Linked DNA regions of Zea mays: region 2 is linked to region 1. A link is a contact called in public Hi-C data. All regions are on one chromosome and are shown on one strand. The core of a region is the stretch at or near the end of the contact, and the rest is flanking DNA. Distances in the headings are between cores, read along the strand shown.

What was found. A called contact is a pair of places that touch in the nucleus more often than the background predicts.
Region 2: a Hi-C map of tassel shows a contact between it and region 1, with 5 times the contacts expected there. The contact joins the promoter of LOC100282839 here to the enhancer-like site in region 1. A contact is called at or near these places in 6 of 25 Hi-C or Micro-C datasets (bundle sheath, ear, endosperm and 3 more).

What each region holds. Positions count from the first base shown.
Region 1 is chr10:82,185,742-82,192,671 of Zm-B73-REFERENCE-NAM-5.0, forward strand. It overlaps the pseudogene LOC100217095. Among protein-coding and RNA genes, the nearest start is that of LOC103641297, 18 kb to the left of the region's middle. Within about 2 kb of position 3,605, at least 3 of the 20 cell types and tissues checked have an H3K27ac peak or open chromatin away from gene starts, as enhancers often do. A contact at or near this core is called in tassel, where this site is marked.
Region 2 is chr10:82,626,836-82,633,831 of Zm-B73-REFERENCE-NAM-5.0, forward strand. It overlaps LOC100282839 (Tyrosyl-tRNA synthetase), which reads left to right and starts at 3,044. Exons shown (of 9, transcript NM_001155745.2): 1 at 3,044-3,416; 2 at 3,637-3,920; 3 at 4,069-4,165; 4 at 6,276-6,381; 5 at 6,537-6,619; 6 at 6,862-6,996. The coding sequence starts at 3,180.

The sequences.
Region 1 (6,930 bases), core at 2,355-4,854:
CATGTTTTTTGTGTGAGCATCCTTGTATTGGATTACATGCAGAAGGACAGACTAGATTAATGCGTATGCTTGCTTGATTCAGTGCCAACTTGACTTTCAAAATGATTCCGTGTTTAAATTTACCTTGTGTCTCTTCTTGGTTTTCTGACAGCATTTATATTACCACAGTTGTCTTGAACTATCAAAAATCAAAGATCTTGACTGGTCTCTAAATTTGGGTGCCTGACTGCCTACAGGTTAAAGCACCTGTAGTTTGTGGCATATCTTCCCTTGGATATGATCATATGGAAATTCTTGGTTAGTCCTGCAACTGACAGTTGAAGTACCTCTATTATTAGGTCCATGCTCTCAGGGGGTGTATGGATGGTGGCTGCCAGGGTTCCAAGCAAACACGCCCAGTCTCATGTTTCTTTATTTATCTATTTTTGAATTGTCTAAAATGCAGGTGACCAAATCCTGTTCTTGGTGATAAACTTGGTGTCGATAAACGGGTTAATTCTGTTGGCAAAATTAGGATGACACAGGTGACATGAAAATGCCAAGTCGGTGCATCGATACTAATTGCGACTTAGGTCTGTTTGGACCTCTGGTAAACCACGTAGTAGGTTTGGAGACCTGGAACTACAAATCAATAGTATTGGGACTTAGGTGACACCCTGAACAAGTTTAGGAACAACTGGTGCATGTTACTCTTTTATATTTATTTTAAATTCATATAGCTGGAAAACCTACTATCAAACCTTGACTAAGTTACATAGTTGCCTGAAAGCAAAATTTCACTTTATTATCTTTAAATCATTTGATGCTTATCACTTTGGCGTGATTTCAATAACTAGGAAGGCATGCACATTTTCAACCTTTAAAAGCCAGAATACACACGTCTACTTGCTGGAAAATTTTTATGCTTTCTACCAATCTTACAACGACAATTTGAAAGTTGATATTTGTGATACTTATTTGGTCCAGGAACTAGATTTTTTGTACATTCTTTCGGATCTGGATTGAACAACGCTCTCTTTGTATATGAACAATGCTCTGTAAATATACGTTTGATAATTTTATATGATATTTAATAAATAGTAGCTACTGTGACTGTTTCATTTTGTTTTTCTTAGGTTGTTAGTTCTCGTGAATGTCCTGTTGTCTCGAAATACAAAGCTTCTGTTCGCACCTAATCGCCTAAAATGGAAATGTTTGACTCATTGTTTAATTCGGGGGGAAGCTGAAGGTGGTCTGATCCGGTAAGAGATCTTAATCTGCATTACACTTGTTGGATTTTGATGTCGCTTTTGGGAGTGTCTGATTGAATTCTACACCAGTTCTAGGAAGAGAAAGGCTGACCAAGTCATCATCTCCAGGTTTGTTATTGTTTGGATGCAAATCGTTGTTAGTTAACTTTTTTGTGTTGAAGTAACTGTTTGGTTGAGAAAATTGGTTGCCTATCTTCTATTTTCTCTGTTTTGTTATAGCACCAAGCTGATTTGTGTCTAATTTATAGGGACGATGTTAGCGAAAGTCAATTTAATCAGGTGTTGATCATTGGGTTGCAACAAATCATCGGTGGAGACTGAGTCACCGCGGCCAGAAAACCACGGTCTCAATTTGAGGAGTTTTTCCATCTATGTTTGTTAGAAGGCATAATGCCTATTTATCTCTTGTATTCGAACATTTGGCAATTAAGAAATAGAAGATTACTTCCCCAATATCCCTTATTCCTAATCTCACCTTTCACGGCTTGTGGTGAACAATCACTTGCTATTACCGACTGACATGTCCACTCCTCATATGTGCGATATTGGGGTTGATATATATGTTGTTCGTTTCCATGTAATTATTGTATACTAACATTTATCGAATAATTTTTACACCGTCGCAACGCACGGGCACACACCTAGTAGTAGTTGATGATGCCTTTGCAGGTTTGCATAATAACAAACATCACATTCTATAGTGGTACAATATGTTAAGTGGTAAAAAAACATTTATTGTAGGACAAATCTACAGGCTGGTACCGAGCAAAATCGGAAAAAACTTGATATGCATTTTCTTTCTAATAAAACAATGATATAACTGCAAGGAAGCTCTACTGTTTAAAAAAACAAATTTAACATATCCAGTTTCTCTGCTCCATTGACTAATGGCAATCCCTGCGCAATCTGACCATCCATAGTTGCTATTAAATCTTTTTATCTCATTGCCCTGATGGAGTTCAGAGCAACCTCTACATGGAGTAGTTTCCCACTATGCAGCTATAGAGCAAATTTGCGTCTGGATGAAAATTCATACACCCACATGAAAAAGGATCTTCCGTGCATGCGTGCATCTTTAGCTTCTAAATCATTCCAAACTAATTATATTGCCTGTAGCAATATTACTGCTCCTAGCGGCTCATTCAATCAGCTAATAACCACAATTGACCTATTAAATATTTGTAGCTATTTATTATAACCCTTCGATGCTGCAATCTTAAACAAAGCTGTTCTCAATGAATATGTGATGCCTTGTTTTATATAGTCTCTAACTATCGGTAACTTTTTAGGTATATGTTTCTGCTATATTTGAAGGACATCTTTAGGACTGCAATGATGCTTCAATATAACCAAAGATTCAGATAAAACATGTGAGGTTATACGGTTTCTTTATTACTTTTTTTTTAAAAAAAAAGTTTGCCACCTACATCAGTGTTTTTATTGCAACGAGTTGAATACTAGGTGTTGTTTGGTTCAAACTTTGTCAAGGGAACGGTAATGTGATCTCTTACTGGCGGTAATGGTTACTAGTTATAATTGGATTGGATAGTAGTACCTAGTAATACTAGAAAGAGCTCAACCAAACAAAAATATTGGTATCCATTACCCCATGTAAACCATTTACGTTACATTTCGATGAACCAAACACCACCCTAATGTTTTCCCTTACCTCTTTATCACATAAACATTTTATTACTCTTCCGGTCATCTATTTACTCTAAAGAAAACAAAAACAGGACAACGCTGGTATGTATTTCAATCTTCTAAAATTATGTTTCTTTCTCCATCAAGGCTTTTTTAGGCTATATTCATTTTCTTTCTTCCTTTTAAAGTCATACACATATCTTAAGTAAATTGAGGCATGCCGCTCCATGTATCATCAGCTCTGAACTACTTTTTTACTTCTATAGTCCTGCTTAAATAATTCCATGTTTGCTATTATTTTGTAGGCTGGTCTCCCCGAGAACAAGGAATTGCTAGAATCCCTTAAGGTCTTGTTCGTTTGTACCGGATTGGTGGGTCGGAACGATTCCTAACCGGATTGCTTCTCTAATTTATATAAACTTTGATTAGATGGAACGATTCTGGGTGCAATCCGATAGAAACGAACAAGGCCTAACTCGGAACAAAAAGACAGTGGATGTTACGTTTATGAAGAATGCTCCTTTTATTTTCTTGCAAGGAAACAAGTTTAACCGCTTAAAAAGGCTGGAAGAGAATGTTCCCTGCTTCGTCGGCTTCTCGGTCGGGACGCGTAACTGACGCCTCCCAGACCTCCCCTTCCTCCTCCCCGCGTTCCTAGTGCGACGATGCGCTCTCGCCTTCCTCCCCATTGCTACCTTGTCCCTCCTCCGATGTGCCGCGCCCAACGCGGCGTTCCTGGTCCTGCTCCTCCTTGACCGTGTGCTGGAACTGGAAGTGGTGAGCAGCGGCGTTCCTGGTCCTCCTCCTTGACCGTGTGCTACTTACGAGGTCGTGTTCTTCTCGTCATATGATCTATATTGTTTTTGCGTACTATGGCTCATATTTGCATTCTTGGTCTGAACTGTCTACCTTGGTTACATATACATCCAATACATGGGTTTCTTTATCCATAATTTTTTTCGTTCTTCCTTAGTATTGTACATAGTGTTTTCTAATGACTGCTACACCATGTGAGAGGGTTGCATGTTGCCGTGAAAGGGTAAAGAAGAGGAGGCTAGCAATGGATGGTTAATGCCTCTATTGTTTACAAAGAGAGAGAAAAGGAGATGTACACAAATCAAAGATAACAATTTGCTCTGTTTTGCCTTTGCTCAGCCCACGGTGAGGCTTCTCATATGAAAATGAGGACATCAACTCTGACAACGTGGCCATGGGTGAGCGGAATCGTTGTGGCTACATTTTGAAGTGATATATTCATCTAAAACATTCAGTCCCATTTGTTATTAGATGCCTATATTTTTCATAGCATATAAGAGATTTTTTTCTTTATCATGGGCATGCATCATATATGCCTGTTGCAATTCAGGAATATACTCCTTTTGGCAGTGTTAAAGGGACTACCACACTAAGATCACGTTTAAGCTTACATTCTTGCTATCCAAATCTGGTCTTTGACGCTTGACAACAGTAAGACATTCTATGTAGAATTCAATCTGCTAGCTCTTTTTAGGATCATTAGTTTTATCTTTCATATAGTGCCTCTTGCTGCTACTTACTACCATGAAGAAGTTCCCTTAGTTTTTTAGCTGTCAGGAATTCTAAAATCTTACAGGAAGTTCACTGCCATTAAAAGGCCCAGAAACACAAATACACACCCTTGCCAAAAACATCACTGGGATTTCTTTGGTCTATACAAAATATTTTATTCTGTCCAAATTCAACAGTTGTGATATGCAAGTCCTAATCTCATGCAAAATGTTTGCAGGATAAACGATGCTCCATAGATCATGAAGCAGATGCCCCCGCCACCTAAGGATTTGGAGATTACTATAGTGCAAGTAGAGTGTAGTGATCAATGGGTCCTGATAATGTTCAAAGGCTACAAGCATTAGCCGGGACATAGTCCAAGCCTGATACAGGAAAAGTGTCACTTAACATTATGTCCAACTTTGTTTTGTTTGTGATACGAGTTGTATAACTATTTAAGCAATTATGTAGCTATTTTTATTTCAGTTTCACTAGCATTGTCTAGAACACGGTGTTCGGTATACATGTTTTATACTAATTTTTAACTTCCGTGGCAACGCAGAGGCACATACCTAGTAAAAACTTATTTACAGAGGCAGCTCTGGAGCCTAGCCGCCTCTCCAAATAAATTTGTATAGACGGTCGTTTTTCTTAACTTGCTCTACACATCTAATTAATAGTTGTAGATGGGCACCTGCCTCTATAAATCACCGATGTTGGGGGCCTTCGTCTTCCAAAGGTCCTCAAAAACATGATTTAACAAAGTTTCCCAAGTATAATGTATGTACAGGTACCTTCAGACTCGGAATGAAACTGTACACAATATCAAAAGCTTGGTCGAGGCGAAGGTTGATGCTGCTCCGAAGCTACGCGCAAAGGAGCTTCGGCTCAGTGGCAGGAAAAGGAACCGACTTAAAGGGGAAAAGGCTATCCAGTCCTTGTTGGATTGTCCTTAAGTCAATAGTAAACATAAAAGACATGAATGTAATTTTACACAAGTTGCGCCCTGTGCCTATAAATAGATGAACAGTACCCCCGTACTGTTCACGCTGACTTGTATTCGCTTGTGCGTCACGCTTGGACTTTTACCTTCTGTCAAGCCGAAGGTACAAATGTAATTCAATATTGTTTCTGTTTATCCATGATAATAAAAAGAAGATATATTAATGATGTCATATGATTATTCATGTTGTCTTACATATTTCATATACTTCTTCTTTCATTAATATACACTGCGATGATGAAGGTATATCCTTCATGACCTTCGTCTGAAGATCATTATATCCTAAGGGAAATAATGCTTTGAAGGATGAAGGGCATTAACCTTTAACATTATGTGTTGCCTTGTTCTTAACTCATAGCATTTGAGAACAAGTCCCCAACATTGACGCCCACCTCCGATAAACTCATTCGACCACCTTCAGCAAGCTGTGACCTTCGTCATGCCACCGAAGAAAGCTTTAAGGCTAGGGGCTGCACTGCAGCCACTAGACGTCAACCAGGACACGTTGTGCGAAGCCCGAACTCAAAAGAGGAAGGCTACAAGTCAAACCCTCCAAAAGGAGGAGCTGGACCAGGAGATAAGGGATCTCAAAGCTATCCATCAGCAGGTCGAAAGAGAGAGAGAGAAGATGCTTCGTCTTTCCGATCTTCAGAAGAAGATCGATGAAGCTACTGAAGAAATACGTAATCTTACTCAAGATGATCAGGACCGAAGACCTCCACAGAGAGAGCTTCGTCAAGATAATTCCTACAATGATGATGATTGGTATGATGATTTCCATCATGGAAATTTTGCTTTTGATGATGCTTCTCCTCTATCATCAGAACTACAGGCTACCCCATGTCCCTCATCATACAAGCCCCCTCAGCTCCCCATGTATGAGGGGCACTCAGATCCAAAGCAGTTTCTGATGAGCTATGAAGCAACTATATCTTCGTATAGGGGCAATACTGCAGTCATGGCGAAGTCCTTCGTCATGGCAGTTCGGAGTGTGGCATAGATATGGTACTCCTCTCTCCGGCTAGGGACGATCACGTCATGGCACAAGCTTAAGGACATGCTGGTCACTAGTTTTCAACGGTTTTAGACGAAGCCAGTCACTGCTCAGGCCTTGTTCTAGTGCACTCAAGACCATGAGGAGTACCTTCAGGCATATGTTCGAAGGTTCTTGCGCCTGAGAGCACAAGCGCCTACGGTGCCCAATTAAATCGTCATTGAGGCCATGATCAAAGGTCTTCGGCTAGGGCCTACAGCTCAATACTTCGCTAGGAAACCCCCTCAGACTCTGGAGAAGCTACTTCAGAAAATGGATGAGTACATCCGGGTCGACAATGATTTCCGCCAAAGAAGGGAGGAAGCTTACAGATTTTCTGAGATGACTAGGGGCTTCGGAGGAAGAATCCACCCTAGGCATGTCAGATCAATCCACAGCTCCAGTCAGAACGATGACAAAGGAGGCCAGTCTCAGAGGCCACAGCACAGCTCGCAGTCTTCAGGACAACAGCA
Region 2 (6,996 bases), core at 1,794-4,293, 440 kb after region 1:
AAAGTTCTGATTTAATGTTAACTTTGGCCAAAAGCTAAATAATAGTAAGAAAAATAGTTAGGCTATTTGACTAAGGTTAGGAAAATTTGGAGAAGTTTATATTCACCTACTAACCTGTTTAAAAATGTTAAACCCCTCTGTCCATTACATTAAGTTAGTTTTAACCCCTTATTCCAAATATGCTTAAGTTTAAGAAAAATAGGAAAAGTGACACAAATATTGAACCAGAGGGCACCCCTACTTTTGTTAAGATACTTAGTTAATGTAGTTCACTAGAAAAATATATCATACCCTGTTTTAGTGTAAAATAATTAAGATCTCTTTTATTTTAATAAAACAAGTGAAACTTAGAAAAATTCTACAAAAATAACCCCAAGGTAAAAACACCCCCACCCTTGGGATAACTATTGTTTTATTAGAAAGAACTTAGGAAAAATATGAAATCTGCTGTTTGACATTTTTCAAATAGTAATGTAGTAGAAAGAGCCTTTTTGACATGAAACTTAAGAAAAGCATAACTAAATAACCACCCCTTAGTTTTCTGTGATTTTTAGCCCAGAGGCCTATTATTACCATAGGATGCCAACAAAAATAACCTTTAGGACAGAGCCTACCCCTAACTAAGAGGTGTAGTGTAAAATGGCCCATCTTGCCCAACTGTGGTTATTTTTTTGTTTAAAGCCTAGCTTTTGTACTTAAGTCTCAAATTCTTAAAACAAGCTAAAACAACAAGTGACAACCCACTGTAATTTTTACAGAATTTTTAGAAATTATTAAAACCATGATGTAGTTCAAACCTACCTTAGAAACCCTAAATGGAAAATTAAATAAAGGAAAATGAATAATGTGAAATAATGATTTCCCAAAACCTTGTACTCTGTCCACTAGAGTGTATCAAGACAATACAAATTCTACTGTGTTATCCTAAAGCCAAACCTAAGCTTAAAGGGTAATGAGTCAAAGTCTATGTATACCACTAGAAGCCCCACAGAACCAGGAAACCCTAAGTTAATTCTTAACTTAGTTTCTTTAACTTAATGTTCTTAAATCTTGCATAATCATGACATACATGTTCATTGCATTTCGATAGACTGTAATCTTGCTGACGGAGAGTACATCCTCGTGCCGGAGCAAGGAGCTGCCCAGGAGATTGCCCCAGACCCAGCACCAGAGCCTGCACCAGAGGACCTGCCTGCCACTGCTTTGGAAGGCAAGCCCCGGTTTTATGCATAACCTGTTATTTATGCTATTTTACTTCACTTAATGATTGTAGGTTTGATTGTGCACTTAGGTGTAGGAGTTGTGTGAAACCCTAGTTGCATGATCTCAGGAATCCCTTTTGAGGTGAATACTAGTATGACAGGTCGAGTAGTTGCTTCATTTAATTAGGATCTCGGTAGAAGACGAGTGATTTTTCTAGCACTCGCGCGAGATCAGGAAATTGATTGTACCCACTTTTCACACTGTCATGATACTAGTTGGTGGACAACAATCCATGGGGATTGGTTGTTTACGAGATGGAAAATGGAATAAGGATTAACGTGCGGATACCTGTGTCAAGCGTTTGAACGTACTAAACACATACCGAGAAATATGGTAAATCGGTAAGCCTAGTACCTGAGTGAACCTGCCCGCAGATTGCCCTCCTCACGCGACCTGAGACGAGGTCTCCCATTCCGGTTATGGTGGGTACAAGTGCGGTCACTGCACGACGGCCAGTCGGGGTCAGTGAGGCATTGTACGCCAAGGCGGTGAGCCCCTTTCTGTTGCCAGGGAATCGATGGGGACGGTTGATGTGTGTGGGGACGGAGTGCCCCTACATGTCGTGTGTTTAGGTTTACCTTGCAAGGATAAAAACTCGATTCGAATCGTCTGCTTCTCGCAGCTAATGAGACTGCTTGATCCATTGTACTGCATTGAGTAATAAGTGGAAGTATGATGAGTTGAGATAAGATGTTGATTGTTAATAATGCTTGCTACCATGTATGAGTAGATAGTCCACTTTTAGCCTTAAGAGAGTCACACTTAACTTTGATTAAGTTAAAATCTTGATTTAGAAACTCAGCTAGTGCTTTTGGCAATCAAACCCCACAGCCAAACAGCTGCATGTCTAGAGGTAGAGGAGTAGACTCCTCACACCGGGTAAGTCTAGCTGAGTATTAGTATACTCAGCCTTGCTTGTGGCATAATTTTTTACAGGATCTCTGGAGGACATGGTTGCTGGAGTGACTTGGCCGTCCACCTTACCAACGGGTTGGGACTGTTGAGTGGGACCCTGCCTCGGCTGAGGAGGAGCATGAGGAGTGATGGGACAGGCTTCCCCATCTCTCTGTTTAATTATCGTTAGTTTTATTCCGCTGCACTTCGAACAATGATGGGTACTTTTGCAAAAAAAAACTCCGATGATGTTGATGGTGATGTAATAATTTAACATTGTGGCATGTATGGTTTTATGCTTTATTGTATTTGCTCTGTGACTCACCATCGAGTGGGCTTGTGGTACTTGATCCTGTCAGTGGCCGTGTCGGACTAGATCCGAGGGATTGACGGGTTATTCCCATTTAAGTGTGGTCTAGCCTCTAAGGCAGGGCTTAGGCACTTAAGTCGGAATAATTCGGGCAGTTCCGCCACAGGCGCGACCATCACGCCGGGAAGGGGGCGACGCGCGTATGGTCCAGCGTAGTCATCGAAGGCTGGTTGTCAATGGAAGGAGACACTGAGGTTGGAAGGGCGCAGGAATGTGGGCGGGGAACGCAGGGTGCGTGATAGAGGCGAGACAGAGCGGGGGCACGGACGCTGTGGAGGGAGGGGCACGGTGGCGCTGCTTCGGATCGGCGGCGATCTCGGGAGGGATTTGCGCGAGCGCAGAGGGTTGCTGACGCTGACGGGACGGGGGCACGGTGGGAGCAGGCGGGGGCATGGTGGACGCCCTCGTTGTGCTCTTAAGAAGTAGTATAGATTAATAAAAAAAAACGAGGGAAAAAAGACATTGGGCCTCGCTTGTCGGCCCAGTCCCCAGCAAAACCCTGGAGGCCCGCGCGGCACTCCGAAACCGTCATCTCATTTTCCTTTTCACGCCCACTCACTCACCCGCCGCCCCCGCCGCCGCCATCCCCTCCTTGCCGTCTCCGGGCACGGCCTCGTCAATCCTTTGCTCCTCCTCCGCCGCAGCCGCTGCCATGGACTCCACGCCGGCGCCCGAGGCGGCTCCCGGAGCCTCCTCTTCCGCCACCGCCGCTGCCGAGGATCTGGCGGGGGGCGTGGCGGCGATGACCCTGGATGAGCGGTTCGCTCTGCTGCGGGGGATCGGGGAGGAGTGCATCCAGGAGGACGAGCTCAGGCGCCTGCTCGAGAACAAGCCCGTGCCCATCTGCTACGACGGCTTCGAGCCCTCCGGACGCATGCACATCGCCCAGGTTCGGTCTTCTGTCTTCAGCTCCCTTAGGGCCCGTTCGGTTCACACGGAATGGAAGACTGGAATAGTTCCGACCCAGATTGCTTCTCTAATTTGTATAAGTTTTGATCAACAAGAATAATTCTTGGTACATTTCTATAGAAACGAACGGGCTCTTAGTTTTTTTTTGGTTAAGTTTGCACGGTTCGGGCAAATTCAGACTTGGCTGTGAGTTTTCCCAGGGCATTGTGAAGACCATCAACGTCAACAAGATGGTCAGGGCCGGGTGCAAGGTGAAAATCTGGATTGCCGACTGGTTCGCGCAGCTCAACAACAAGATGGGAGGCGACCTCAAGAAAATCCAGACAGTCGGGCGCTACATGATCGAGATTTGGAAGGCGGCCGGGATGAACCTCGACGGGGTGGAGTTCCTGTGGTCCTCCGAGGAGATCAACCGGCGCGCCCACGAGTACTGGCCAATCGTGATGGACATTGCCCGGAAAAACAACGTCAAACGGATAACGAGGTGCACGCTTGGTTCAATTGCTTTTTTTCCGTTAACAACAAGTCTTTGCTTCGAGACCTTGAACATGGACATGGTTGGTTATCTCCTCTTTAATTTTTATGTGCTTGTTGTGAAGTGCAAGTGATTCTATTTTTTCCTTTGCTTGTAGATGCTGCCAAATTATGGGCAGAAGTGACCAGGACGACTTGACTGCTGCCCAGATTTTCTACCCTTGCATGCAATGTGCTGATATATTTTTCTTGAAGGCAAGTATTTATCGCACTATTGCATTTCATGGTACCCGGAAATAAGTTTTATTGATTGATGATTGATTTTTCTTTGCATTCTGAAACTGAGCTAAGGAGACATATTCCCGGGACAATCATTGTCCCGACAAACGAGAACACAGAACGTGGAACATTATTTTTAGAACTATGGAACGAAGGGCTATACCTCCTCGTATTGTCCCATTTCTGCTTATCATTCATTCAACTGCTCCCAAGCGGCATCCTTCCTAGATGTTGATTGGTTTGTATGTGCAGTTGATGCAGCAGAGGACATTGTGCAGCTACAGAAAAAAATAATGTCCTAAGTAGCTAGTCCTATGTGTAAATCTTATAAAGGGATGCAAGTAAAATTGATGTGTTTGATTAAGGGGTTTACATTTGACTGCAACCCAACACAAAGGGGGGGGGGGGGAATCAGAGATACCAAGTTGGATGCCCGCTGCGTGCTGCCTGGAGCTCTGCCTGAACTGGAGAGTGGAGATTAAACCAAGCTGGACTGCTGGAGTGAAGAGCACCGACTGAGCTTACTTCCTGCCGAGCGGAAGCCCTCGTCGGCGCGAGGGCACCACGTGCGCATCTACAACAGCTAGCAGCAGATGGTGTATGCCTGCACCTTTGCGTGTGGACTGCAGAACAAAAGATGATGGCTGGCGGGACGACGGAGGAGTCTGCTGCCTGTGCGCTTATGTGGCAGGATGCACGCTGCAGTGCACTTCTGCGGCAGCTAACGCCGGCCGCTGGCAACCAGAGCGTCGGAGTGCTTGGTTTTGGCCAGATGCATTCTGGCTCCCATGCAACGGGAGATGTGTGAGGCAATACATACCGAGAGGACCAGATAGAATGGGCTGGCCTGGGAGCTAGGGTTGAAAAAATCAATATGGCCCTGTTTGGCACAGCTGCTGCTTGTTGAAAAAACAGCTTATTTGATAAGCTGGTGAAAAGCAGCTTCTGCTTGTTGGATGCTTTTAGTTCATTCTGAGAAGAAGCTGAACTGATATGCTGCTGGAGAAGCTGTCTGTTTGGCAGAACTTCGGCTTAAATTTGTGAAGAAGCTGAAAATAAGCTATGCCAAACAGGGTCTATGTCAAGCCGACATAGCAGGCTGCTACATGCAAAATCAGCTAGCTATTGTGGTCTGCCACGCGCAATGGCAGCCACTAAGTTCCAGTCTGCTAAGTTCTGGATGCTATCTCATAGTGGTAGCGGCAATGGGCTGCTACCACTATTGCAGCTGCTATAGCACTCGCTATGAATGCTATTTCATTGCCTGCTCTGGAGGTCTTTGTTGGACACGTTTAAACTATCTCAATCAATACTGGACAAGCTTTCCTTCAATTGATGCTACCCTAGCTTGTCACTGTATCATCGTTATGGACTGGGCCTCTTCTCATATTGCCATAAATCCAATGCAACATGCATGTTTCCACAACACTTATCTATCGAACATGATGTCTTTTGTAGGCCAACATTGTGCACCATACAACATAGCATGTCTATAGTGCCCTCTTGTTAGAACGCCAAATGTTTGGCGCCACTTCCTTCACCCTGCTTTGATCCTATGGCTTAACATCATTAATATCCACATCTCTTTGTAGCATTGATGCTAAATTAGAAAGGTATCATTCATAGGCACTACTTGACCTTACAAACTAACATATCCTTCCTCATTTGTACTAGTGCCGAGGTCACATCTCATGTATTTGGTTTTAGTTCTACCTAGTCTAAAACTTTTGGACTCTAGAGTCTCCTACCACAACTCCAGTTTCCTATTTAATCTTGCATGGCTTTCATCAACTAGCACTACATCGTCCGCAAAAGGCATACACCAAGGTATATCTCTTTGTATGTCGCTTGTGACCTCATCCATCACCAAGGCAAAAAGGTAAGGGCTCAATGACTCTTGACGTAGTCGTATTCTAGTTTAGAAGTCATCCCTTGATGTAGTTCTGAAAGGCTTTTGATATTTATATTTCATTATGACTTGCTCATACCAAGGATGACTGAAAAGCTTTTGATATTGTGTGCGCCTTCAATCTGGAGACAATAATTCTTTATACAATTCACTTTCCTTATCCTTTTCCTTTTGTAGGCTGACATATGCCAATTGGGGATGGACCAAAGGAAGGTCAATGTGCTAGCTAGGGAGTACTGTGATTACATCAAAAGGAAGAACAAACCAATTATTCTTTCACATCGTATCCTGAATACTTATTTTGATCTTGTTCTCTTTTTAACCTTTAAATATTTTTTTGGAACATATGTGTTTGTCATGGTCATGTGTCTAGTGTTTGCTCAGTGCTTTGTTTGTACTTTGCAGAGCATGTATTTTTTTGCTTAACCTGAAATGCAGATATGCTCCCTGGTTTTAAAGAAGGCCAGGAGAAAATGTCAAAGAGTGACCCATCCTCGGCTATCTTTATGGAAGATGACGAGGTATATATTTCTCATCGAATATTGTTCTTCCCTGTAGCCATTCTTTTGTTGCTCTTGGTTCTTGTGACACTTAACACTCATAAATAGTTATGATGGAACATAGATGGAGTACAGACATCAGTCATCATTGTTCATAAGCTAATAATAACTTCCGATCTAAAATTTGTCTTCTGGATTTAGTTTTTCCTCTGTTTTGTCTAATATTATCTGCCTGTTTAAACGTGTTCTCGCATTTGTTGCAGGCCCAAGTTAATGTGAAGATAAAGCAAGCATTTTGCCCTCCCAAAATTGTTGAGGGGAATCCTTGTTTGGAGTACATTAAATACATCGTTTTCCCTTGGTTTGGAAGGTTTGAGGTGGCCCGGAAGGAAAGCAAT